Linked DNA regions of Sus scrofa: region 1 is linked to region 2. The links are chromatin contacts, called in public HiChIP or PLAC-seq maps. All regions are on one chromosome and are shown on one strand. The core of a region is the stretch at or near the end of the contact, and the rest is flanking DNA. Distances in the headings are between cores, read along the strand shown. Region 1 holds the start of TSC22D3 (TSC22 domain family protein 3). Region 2 overlaps TSC22D3 (TSC22 domain family protein 3).

Region 1 (4,884 bases), core at 1,758-4,257, 50 kb after region 2:
ACTTCCCAACGATGCGCCCTGCTCCCTCCACCAGCGGCCTCAGCCCCTCACCCAGCCTGGTAGCACTTCCAGGCTTTGCTAAGAACCTAGCTTCCACAGACAGGTGTCCGTGGAGGAGGTGACAAAGGTCTTGCCATTTAAGAAACCCAGACCACCGGAAAGCCTCGCAAGATGTGACACACACACGAACACTTTGATCTCGGGCCCTCAGCTTCACGCCTCAGTTGGCTAAGTCCGACCTTCCTAGGCCTCTAACCCAGGAACCAGAGCTGAGGAAGCGTCCCCTCGTATGCGCCATTGGGCCATTTCAGAGCAGTTTCTTTCCCAGCTGAAAGAGGGCAGGTGCTCTGGGCGCCCTTCCCAGGTGTGGCGGCCACCCCTCCCCCGTCGCCTAAAAGCCTCAGCGGGATTCTCAGGAGCCTGGAAGGGCTTCCCTATCGGCAGGGCTGCATCGGGCCGTGGTCTGAATACACTTGCAGTCATCTTTTACCAGAAATGAAGATTCCCTTGAAACCTGTTCCATTCACGGCCTGGTCTCTTGGAGACAATGAGATAAACTGATGCCTAAAGTGAAATAATAGCTGAGAAAGGGCTTTGATGGCGTGCAAAATGCTGGAAAACACTACTTGTTATGATAATGCTAACAAAGTGGGCAGTCCTGCTTGTCCCCTTCCTGGAACCTCTGGGGCTGGGGAGGTAAACCTGGAGGAAGGTAGCTCCTGCCTAGCTTGATAACTTTTAAAACGTCCTCTTGGTGTCTCACTGAAAACCCATCCAATTCTTCAAATATTCTATGGGAGCTCAAAATTTCTTCTATCCTAGTCTGAGCATATCACCTGCCCACGATCTGGAATCTCAGACCCAGAAGGAAACTTTTAGAGACCAGAGAGGTCAAGCGATTTACTCAGGCTCACACAGGGAAGTAGAGCCCTACAACCCAGATCTCCCACAGTGGGTGTCTCTTTCTCTTACATAACCTGAGATGTTGAGAAAGAATAAAACCCACCCACACGCGGGCACAAATACACACATATACACACACACACACCAGCGCCGTCTCTGTGGCTCTAAGAACATCCAACTCAAGACTAGGTTTCCCGAGGTTGCCTCCCCTGCCTCAAAATTGCCTCCATTGTTCCCCCTGCCCTCGGGGTCTGGTAAGACCGGCCCTCACCAGAGTGTCTCAGACTGGAGGACAGCAGACGCATTGGGTCTTCCCATTGTGTTTCTCCCCTCCCTTCCCTTCCTCGTCCTTCAGCCCGATTTCTAGAAAGTCTGACCCGCACTCCAACCCACGCCTGCAACCCACACGGATTCATTCGCCCTCAGGTCCTAGAATGCTCTTCGGGGCTGCTTTTAGCCCTCGCTGGCTCGAAAGTGAAGGCTGGGACCCATGGAGGAGGCGAGGGTCCCACCACCTAGAGTTTCGAGAAATTCTCACAGGTCTCTAATTTTTTCTTATTCCCCACTCTGCCCCACACCACCAGCAGCTTAATTTGTCTGGACATTCTGCTTGCCCTCACCGGAGGCAGTTGGGGCCACTCAGGAAATTTAAAAACCCTTGCAGTTTCCATCCGAGTTTGCATATTTAGAAAAAGGCTTTTGAGAAGGGGGGAACTCGGGATCCCAAGGGCATCCACCTCGGAATCTGCAAAGTGGCTGTAGAAATGTGGGCACTGGGGGGAGAAAGTGCTGCCAGCTCCCCCCAAACCGTCTCGGGCTCTGTCCACCTTCTGGGCGCCAGCATCTCCCTAGGAGGGCTTCTTGCAGGCACCTTTCAAAAACAGCATCCGCCAGGCCTCCCCTCAGGGGCACAGGAATCCAGGTGGCCAGCCTCGGGGTCGGGTCGGCCACCGCAGCCCGGGTGAACCTGACCTCCCCAGCCCACCCCCCCCGGACTTCGTGGTGGCCCCTTTTGTGCGAGCGGAGGATCCAGCAGAGGCCGGTGCGAGCCGGGACCGTGTGCCGCCGCCGCCCCCCCCCACGCCGTGTGCCCCGCCACCCACCTGTGGAAGAAGAGCAGGATGGAGAGCATGGTCTGGTCGATGTTGCGGTTGCAGATGCCCTCGTTGATCAGGTAGCAGGGGTCCCGCAGCACGGGCTCTAGCGAATCCTGCCGCATTATGCTGTTGAGCTTGTCGGTGTTGAGGTTCTCGAAAATCAGCTTCTCCTGCAGCTGCCGAAAGTTGCTCACGGTGGGGCTGCCCGGGTTGTTGTTGTCCCCGCTGCTGTCGCGCTGGAGCCCGCTCCGGTGGGCCAGGTCCAGGCAGCAGTTGCAGCAGTCGAGGCCGACAGGTGAGCGGCAGTCGGTCTTGGGCTGGGCCATCTTCTCCGCCTCAGGGGCCGCCTGGCCCGCGCGGTCAGGGGCGGCCGGCAGGTGCGCGCCCGCCGGGCCGGCCTGAGGGGACTCCAGGGTGTCTGGGAAAGACAAGCTGTGAGGAGAAGAGTTGTCAATTAGCGCCGAAAGCCGGCCACCCTCGGCTCGGCCCCCTTCTGGCTGCGCCGGCCGCTCGGGGTGCGAATAGAAACAGCTGGACAAACAGCTCTGAGCGGATCCTTCGGGCTCACTTCCTCCTCTTCCTCCTCCTCTCCCCCCTCCTCCTCCTCCCGAGGCCGGGGCCGCCCCCCCTGAGGTGCCACACGCGGCCCCTGCGCCGTCCCAAGTTTCCCAAGTGTGAGCGGGGCCCGGGGCGGACCTGTGGCAGCAGGAAGGGCGGGCGGCGGGGCAGAGGGAGAGCCGGGGCGCGCCCTCGCTCCCTCCCTCCCGGGCTCCCTCCCTCCCTCCCTCCCTCGCCGCCGGTTCGCTGGCTCGCCCGCTCTCGGGCTCCCCGGGGCTGCGCCGGCGGAGCGGTGGCAGGAGCCGAGCGCGACTGACTGAGCGAGCGAGCGAGCGAGCCGCGCGCCCGGGAGTCGGCGCGGGGCTTGTGACAGCATGCAAATGACCCCCGGTGGGCCGGCGGACCACGCGGGTCCGCCGCTTCCCCGGCGCGCGCCCCGGAGCCGGCGCGGTCCTGCCCCCACGCCGCCCCGCCCCCGCCCTCCGCTCCCGCACGGCCGCTCGCACCCTCGCCCGCGCGCCCGGGAGCCCCGCTCGGCTCCCCCTCCCTGCGCGCGCCGCGCAGCTCCCCGGCTCGGGCTCTCGCGCCGCGGCGGGCGCATCCTCGGCCAGAGATTCCCCGGGAGCCGGGAGCCGGGAGCCGGGAGCCGCGCCACCGGGGGGTTCGAGCTCGGCGGGCGGGCCGAGTTGCCTCGTCCCGCCGCGGCCGGGGCCCTCTGCCGCAGAGACGCCGCCTTCTTCGAGAAGCGGGGTCGGGGGCGGGTGGGGTGCCGAGAGAGCGGCGGCCTCGGCCCGGAGCCTGAGGGCGTCCGGCACGCGTCGGCAGGTCCCCAGACGGGCCTGAGACGAAAGTCACAGAAGCCGGCTCAACCGCTCCCCGGTTTTTGTCCCTGCCTCCTCCCTTCACTCATCTCCCCCTTTCCGCCCCCTTTGCTCGCTCTTCTCTTCCCCGAACCCCATCCGAGACATCAACGTCCCGGCTTCCGGCAGTGCCAGCCCCTTAGCAGGCTTCTGCCGCCCGCTGCCCCCCGCCCCCGCTCCCTCTCTTATCTCCATTTTCGCCCCCCGCTCCCCCCATCTTCCTTCTTTTTGCCCTTCTCCATTCTTCCTCTCATTTATTTTCCTTGTCTCCTCTTTCTTGACTCATTTCTGGTCTTGCCTTTCTTTCTCGCCCCCGTCTTATTATTTTTTTTCTCCTTTTCTCTATGTCCTCGTTCACCCTACCCCCAAGTCCTCTTACCCCCCTCGGTTTCTTTCTTCCCCCTTCCTTTCCCGCATGTGATTGCCCCTCTCGCTGACGCACCCCTCTTTCGCCTCAGTTTTGTCCCTTCCTCCCCACTTCACTCAGCTTCCCCCATCTTTCCAAACTTGCGCTCCCCTCTCTTTTCTGATCCCCCACCCGCCTTAGGTGATCTCTGTCCTTACCCTTTCCAGAGGTGGGGTGATTGGATGTTTTGGGGCACTGGGGGGGATGTCCTGACGCTCTTGGCTCTGAGGAGAAGGTGAGTCTGAAGCGGAGCTGAGGTGAAAGGGCAGGTTTGTGGAGAGCACGGCAGGTTGCTGCTGTGGGTCAAACCCCAGCTTTGTGAGAGCTGGGGATGTGCGGGGTTGATAAGTGGTAGGGTTCCCGCATGTCTCAGGACTTGGAGACTTAGAATACTTTGAATGCGTAGAATTCAGTAATTACTGCCTCCTGAAAAAAATTCAAAATATTCATGGTGTTCAGCTTTCACTGAAAACTCAGACGGATTTCAGTTGCAGCCAATACTCCCCACCCCCCCATCAGCTCGCTTCTTTCACCCGCCCAGGGCGCTGGCAATAGAGCAGTATATACTGCCATCTTGTGGTCAAAACGTGGAACGTTTCCTGCCGGAGTCAGATCTTGCAGAGACGCCTTCGGTGCCCCCTAGTGGAATTGACCCCGCACTGGTCCCGAGAGTAGGAGGAAAGAGGAGGCAGAGGGTCCACACCAAAAGGGCTCCTTGGCCAAGCAGTGCGCCTGGACCCCAGTCAGGGCAGAGCCACCCTTTCTAGTGGAGCTCCACCTGCCTGAGTCCCTACCGATCTGGCTTTCCTAGATTTGGCACACGCTCCCTCCGTGTTCCACAAGCATCACCTCCGTGATTAGGAGCAAAGGGCAGCCAACAATTTCTTGTTTCCAAGGCTCTGTGGCTCTTACGTGGGGCCCGGCCATTTCCCGAAAAGGACAGAGGGCCGTATACTCTCTGCTGTAGGCCCCGGAAAACTAAAAACAAGCTGTATCCCTGGCCCCTGACAGGAAACCAAGATCAGACGTGAAAGAGGCGTTGGAAGGTCACTGACCAGAC
Region 2 (4,797 bases), core at 889-3,388:
CATCAGCTTCTTCAGGTCAGGGAGACACTGGTAGGGCCTCTCCCCAGGGCTTCTGCCCTATGGCGCAGTCTCAAGAGCTGAAATTCCAAGCTATTTTTTTTTTTCCCTAGCAGTTGCCGGGGTTACTTGGAGTGGTATGTGAAGGACTTGAGACGATTGGCAATGCTTAGAAGACGAGAAGCAGGAGGATCTTGTTGGGGATGCGAAGCCAGCAGACAAGGGGCCTGTGAAGAGGCCAGGGCCCTGAGGTGGAGCACCTGGCTCCCGTGTGGGCCCCCCGCTATAGAATGAGTGACCTTTGAAGTGGTCCGGGTTCCCTGGGGAACAAAATGACCGTAATAATACTGGCCTCTTCAGGCGCGCAGGGGCTCCTGGGCCAGGATGGGTAAGCATTATGAGCCTCCTGGGCCTTTCACATTGTGTGCCCAAGGCCACTGCTTACCTCACAGCGGAGCTATTCACCATGGGCTCACTTGAGGTGGCTCCTTGATCCTCTGTTATGGGACTCTGCGACTTGCCAGGAGGGCCTCTGCGATTGCAAAGGGGCCCGTGCATGGGCTCTCCAGCCACCTCCCCCCCAGCCCCCCGAGGGTTTCCAGGATGGAAAGAAGGCAGCCCGGCTGGGGTGGGAGCGCTAGCAGGACGGGGCAGGGAACACGCTGCTCCCCGAACAGAAAGAGAGGAGAGAAACAAGTCAAGTTCCCCCCTGGGCACCCCCCCGCCCCACCCCCGGCCAGGGGAACAGAGCCAAAGAGCTCAAAGGAGCGCTGGGAGGGGTTAAGGAAGGCCTCCTGCCCGCTTGGAGAACTGCTGACAAGGAAGACACACACCTTATCAGGAAGAACGAGAAGCAGAGAAACACACACGTATTTATGCAAACACCCTTTCAGCCTCTGACAAAGTCTAATTCACCAAGCCAGGCAGGCAGAGGGCATCATTTCATCTCCACCTCTGTCTCCGTCTCTCTCAGCTGAGGACAGCGTCCCCATGACCCCAAACGGGTAGTAAGGCAACAGGACGGAGCAGGATGGCAGCTCTAGACCCGGCCAGAGTGTCACAAGCCACGGCCTCTGTTCTCCCTGACATCCAGAGCTGGCTGTGTGCTGCGCAGGGGCCATAGGTGACAGGGTCTTGGGGGCAGCTCGGAGTGGCAGTCAGGTGGATACAGGGGAACCAGCGTACTGCTTCACACCCTATACCGGGCACGGGCAGTGCCCATGCTGCCAGGTCGACAGTTTTCAAAGCTGTCAATCACACGCTCAAGTGAAAGTGAAATAAAAACAAGCACCATTTGTGCACAATCACGCGAATGCCTAAGAAATGATTGCCACAGCCTCCTCACGCGGACAGTTCTGAGGAGATGCTATTTGCGACCGATGACCTGAGAAGTATGATTTGAAGGGCACCGAGGAAAAATTCCTCCCAGGGCAAGCTGTTTGCCTGACTGGACGACTGCAGTGTCTACCAACGTCATCCTCCGAGTCACACCTTTGGGACCTAATGGAATTCTTTACACTTGGAGGAATTAGGGAAGTTTTTTTCTGCCAATGCTAAAGGCCCGGGGAAAGTGTCGCATTCTGCCACTCTCAGTGGTAAACGCTTAAATAAGGGTGAACTGAATTTTCGCATGACTTTCAACAGAGTCATCAGTGGCCGATCAGCATCGGCAGGTGACTAAACACACAGCAGGTTGACCTCACCGATGGGCTGCGGAGGGAAAGGAATGGGCCCGGATGAGGAGAATACCGCTGTCCTGGGCCCCAGCCCTAGAAAACCTAGTGGAATAAGTCTATGGGTTGGGAAGGGTGCGTTCGGGAGATGTGGATGCAACTCTTGTGGGCCTAGTCTGTGGCACTGCTTCTGGGAACCACTGGCCTATAGGTGACAGCCAAGACAGGGTCTACATGAAGCGCGCCCATCGCGCCAAGGTCACCCCCCCCCCCACTTTGTAGGACTCGCCATGACAGGGTTTGGCATATCCCGGACCCGATGTCTGTTGAGCCATCTCTTGTGCACTCAGGCTCAGCTAGCTCTGTGCCACTCACGCCTGAAAACTGGAGCAGAACTTGAACGAGAGCTGCCATGGGAAGGATAACCGAAACCTGCTCGGATGTATAAATCAACCTTTGGCAAATGTGGCTTCTCAGTTAAGAGGAACAGATTGCTTCTGAGACACTTCACAGCTGTCGCTGGGAACTCGTGGCCTGGGAGGTTGGAGGCGTGGGGGGCGGGCATCAGAGGGCAGGAAAACAGAAGAACCGAGGGGGTGGGGAGGGAACGGGGAGGGGCTGATTTTTCTCCAAGGGCAGAGTCTGTTCAATTAACCAGCCCTACCTCCCGTCTACAAAAGCCAGCTCTCCTCCAGCCCTGTGGCTGTCACCGGTCAGACATGGATCCCTTCCGAGGTTGGCTGGAGGGCTGTGACTCATTCCCCCTCAGGAGCTTTGCTGGGGCTGACGACAAAGATTTGCCGGGACCTCTGCAAACGGTGGCCATGCCCTGGCCCCGCCATCCTCACTCCTTCCCATGGCTTGTGAGCGTCTCCTGGGCAAAGAGGTGGCCCCTGCAGCTCACTGGTTCCCTTCTCCCAAGGGAGGGCCAAAGGGGAATTTGCTGCTCTCTCTGGTACGCATCCGGCCTGTGTTTTGCTATTTTCTTTTCTTTTTATGTTTAATTTACATGGCCTGCTAGGTTTGGGGCTTAAATAAACAAAGGTTATGCTTCCCCCAAGGCCTGGACTTCCTGGTTGCCTGTCAGCAGCAGAGTGACCCTTTTAACCTCGTCTCTTGCTCCTTGGGACAGGCAGGGATCGGGGTGGGGGGGGGGAGGAAAGGTACTTGGGGTCAAAAGCCTGGGAATTCTCAGGGCCAGCCTCAAATACCAGCCCCTCGCCCTTCTCCACACGAATGTGAAGTCCTGAAGCTGCTTTACCAAGCACGGACTTCTTTTAAAGTCTACTGCAAGTCTCTAAGGGTAAAGAGACAGAAAACTCAAGGTATTTGCATCGACTGTTTGAAAAAAATCTACTTACAAATGTCTTTGTACCACCACGCAAAGACAGAAGAGCCCAGGTCTGGGCGGGCAGAGCCTTGACAGTGAGCGGCCTTCAAGGCCTATAGACTGAGCCGAGCGCAGTGGGCCTGCTCGGGAAAGGCTTCCTGCCAAAGCTCATACACCTTAAAAAATAAGAGGAACACTGGTCCCTGTGTCCTGGGATAGAGCTCTCACAGCAGAGTAACGAATCCTGGTCAACAGTTGTGACATCCTGTTATTTGCTAAAACTAATAATGCCATGGAGTTTGTTGACAGAGTTGCAGAAAAGCTAAAGTAAATATGGAAACTGAGGAATGGCCAAGCATAGACAGTTACAAGCTCAGCAGTTGAAAAGAGAAGTCTCAAAGTCTGGCATTTCTGACTCCCCGTCCAGTTCCAATTTGTTGTGTCCAGACTTTCACAAGTCATCAATACAGCCTATGGGGACCGGGTCATTTGAGGGATTGCTGTTCAAATGGAATCAGCATTAAACTTTTTTTTTTTTTTTTTTTTTTTGCTTTTTTAGGGCCACACCCTTGCACTTGCAGAAACTCCTTGCACGTCTTGGGGCGGCGGGGCCTGAGCACAGTCAGGAGACCATCCAGAGGCATCTGTCGTGTCACCGGCTGCTTTCTCTCCAACAATAGGCTGCTGCATTGCTGGGCTTGGCCCATGGACCCAAGTCCTCAGACAGAGAGGAATGACAAGAAGAATTGAGAGGGACTCCTCTAGTGCGTATGCCAGGAGAGGTGCTCCCTGAGAAACGCAGCTCTAACACCTGTCCTAAATGAACTTAGTCAAGTGGGAGGGAAGCAAAGAGGGCTGGAGGCCAGGGTTCCTTTTCCACCTTAGCCGCCAGCCCCCCGGGGCTGCTTAGAAGGCTTCGAAACCCCCTTATGAGGCCGGCTCCTCATTCATGAGATGGGAATGATGCACCCCCTTCCCAACATGTATAACACACAAGCTGTCTACGTTTATGGACACCCCAAAGTCTGGAAATGGAGATAATGTTGTATTTTTTTGCAGACTGATGTCCTCGCCAGTACATGTATTCGCCTGTGTTTCTGGACGTGGTGGATATCCTGTAGGTGGCATAGCTGAGTTCTTCCAGAAATAAGAAGGACCACGTGAATGTGCTCTGTTGCATGAGGAAGGGCTGTGGTCCCCAAACACCGTTGGCAAAGTGGCTTGCCAAACGAGCCACCCTATCAATGCCATCTCAAAGTCTAGCATTTCTAACTTCCTGTCCAGTTCCAATTTGTTGTGTCCAGACTTTCACAAGTCTTCGATATTGCCTATGGGAACCAGGTAGTTTGAGGAATTGCTGTTCAAATGGAATCAGCATTTAATTTTTTTTTTTTTTTTTTGCTTTTTTAGGGCCACACCCGCAGCCTATGGAAGTTCCCAGGCTAGGGGTCGAATCGGAGCTGGAGCTGCCGGCATACCCCACAGCCACAGCAACGCCAGATCCTTAACCAGCTGAAGGAGGCCAGGGATTGAACCCTCATCCTCATGACTCCTGGTCAGGTTTGTTAACCACTAAGCCACGAAGGGAGCTCCCGGCATTTAAAATTTAGTCTCTGGGAGTTCCGTGATGGCCGAGCGGTTAAGGACTCAGTGTTGTCACTGCTGTGGTTGGGGTTCGATCCCTGGTCTGGGGAACTTCTGTATGCCGTGGGCACAGCCAAAAGAAAAAAAAAATTACTCTCTTAAAGACCTTAGAAATCCTCCCTTGCACGGAGGACTTGTAATGTGCATAAACAT

What was found. HiChIP or PLAC-seq counts read pairs in DNA pulled down with a chosen protein or histone mark.
Region 1: a contact with region 2 is called in an H3K27ac HiChIP or PLAC-seq map of skeletal muscle. The contact joins the promoter of TSC22D3 here to the enhancer-like site in region 2. A contact is called at or near these places in 2 of 5 promoter capture datasets (fetal liver and liver), 25 of 47 Hi-C or Micro-C datasets (alveolar macrophages, blood, brain and 14 more) and 2 of 2 datasets of contacts at active chromatin or transcription factors (alveolar macrophages and skeletal muscle).

The regions. Positions count from the first base shown.
Region 1 is chrX:88,230,576-88,235,459 of Sscrofa11.1, forward strand. It overlaps TSC22D3 (TSC22 domain family protein 3), which reads right to left and starts at 3,008. Exons shown (of 4, transcript XM_021080824.1): 1 at 2,697-3,008; 2 at 2,007-2,432. The coding sequence starts at 2,326.
Region 2 is chrX:88,181,198-88,185,994 of Sscrofa11.1, forward strand. The region is part of intron 2 of TSC22D3 (TSC22 domain family protein 3); the gene reads right to left. Among named protein-coding and RNA genes, the nearest start is that of TSC22D3, 50 kb to the right of the region's middle. Within about 2 kb of position 2,139, at least 5 of the 83 cell types and tissues checked have an H3K27ac peak or open chromatin away from gene starts, as enhancers often do. A contact at or near this core is called in fetal liver and skeletal muscle, where this site is marked.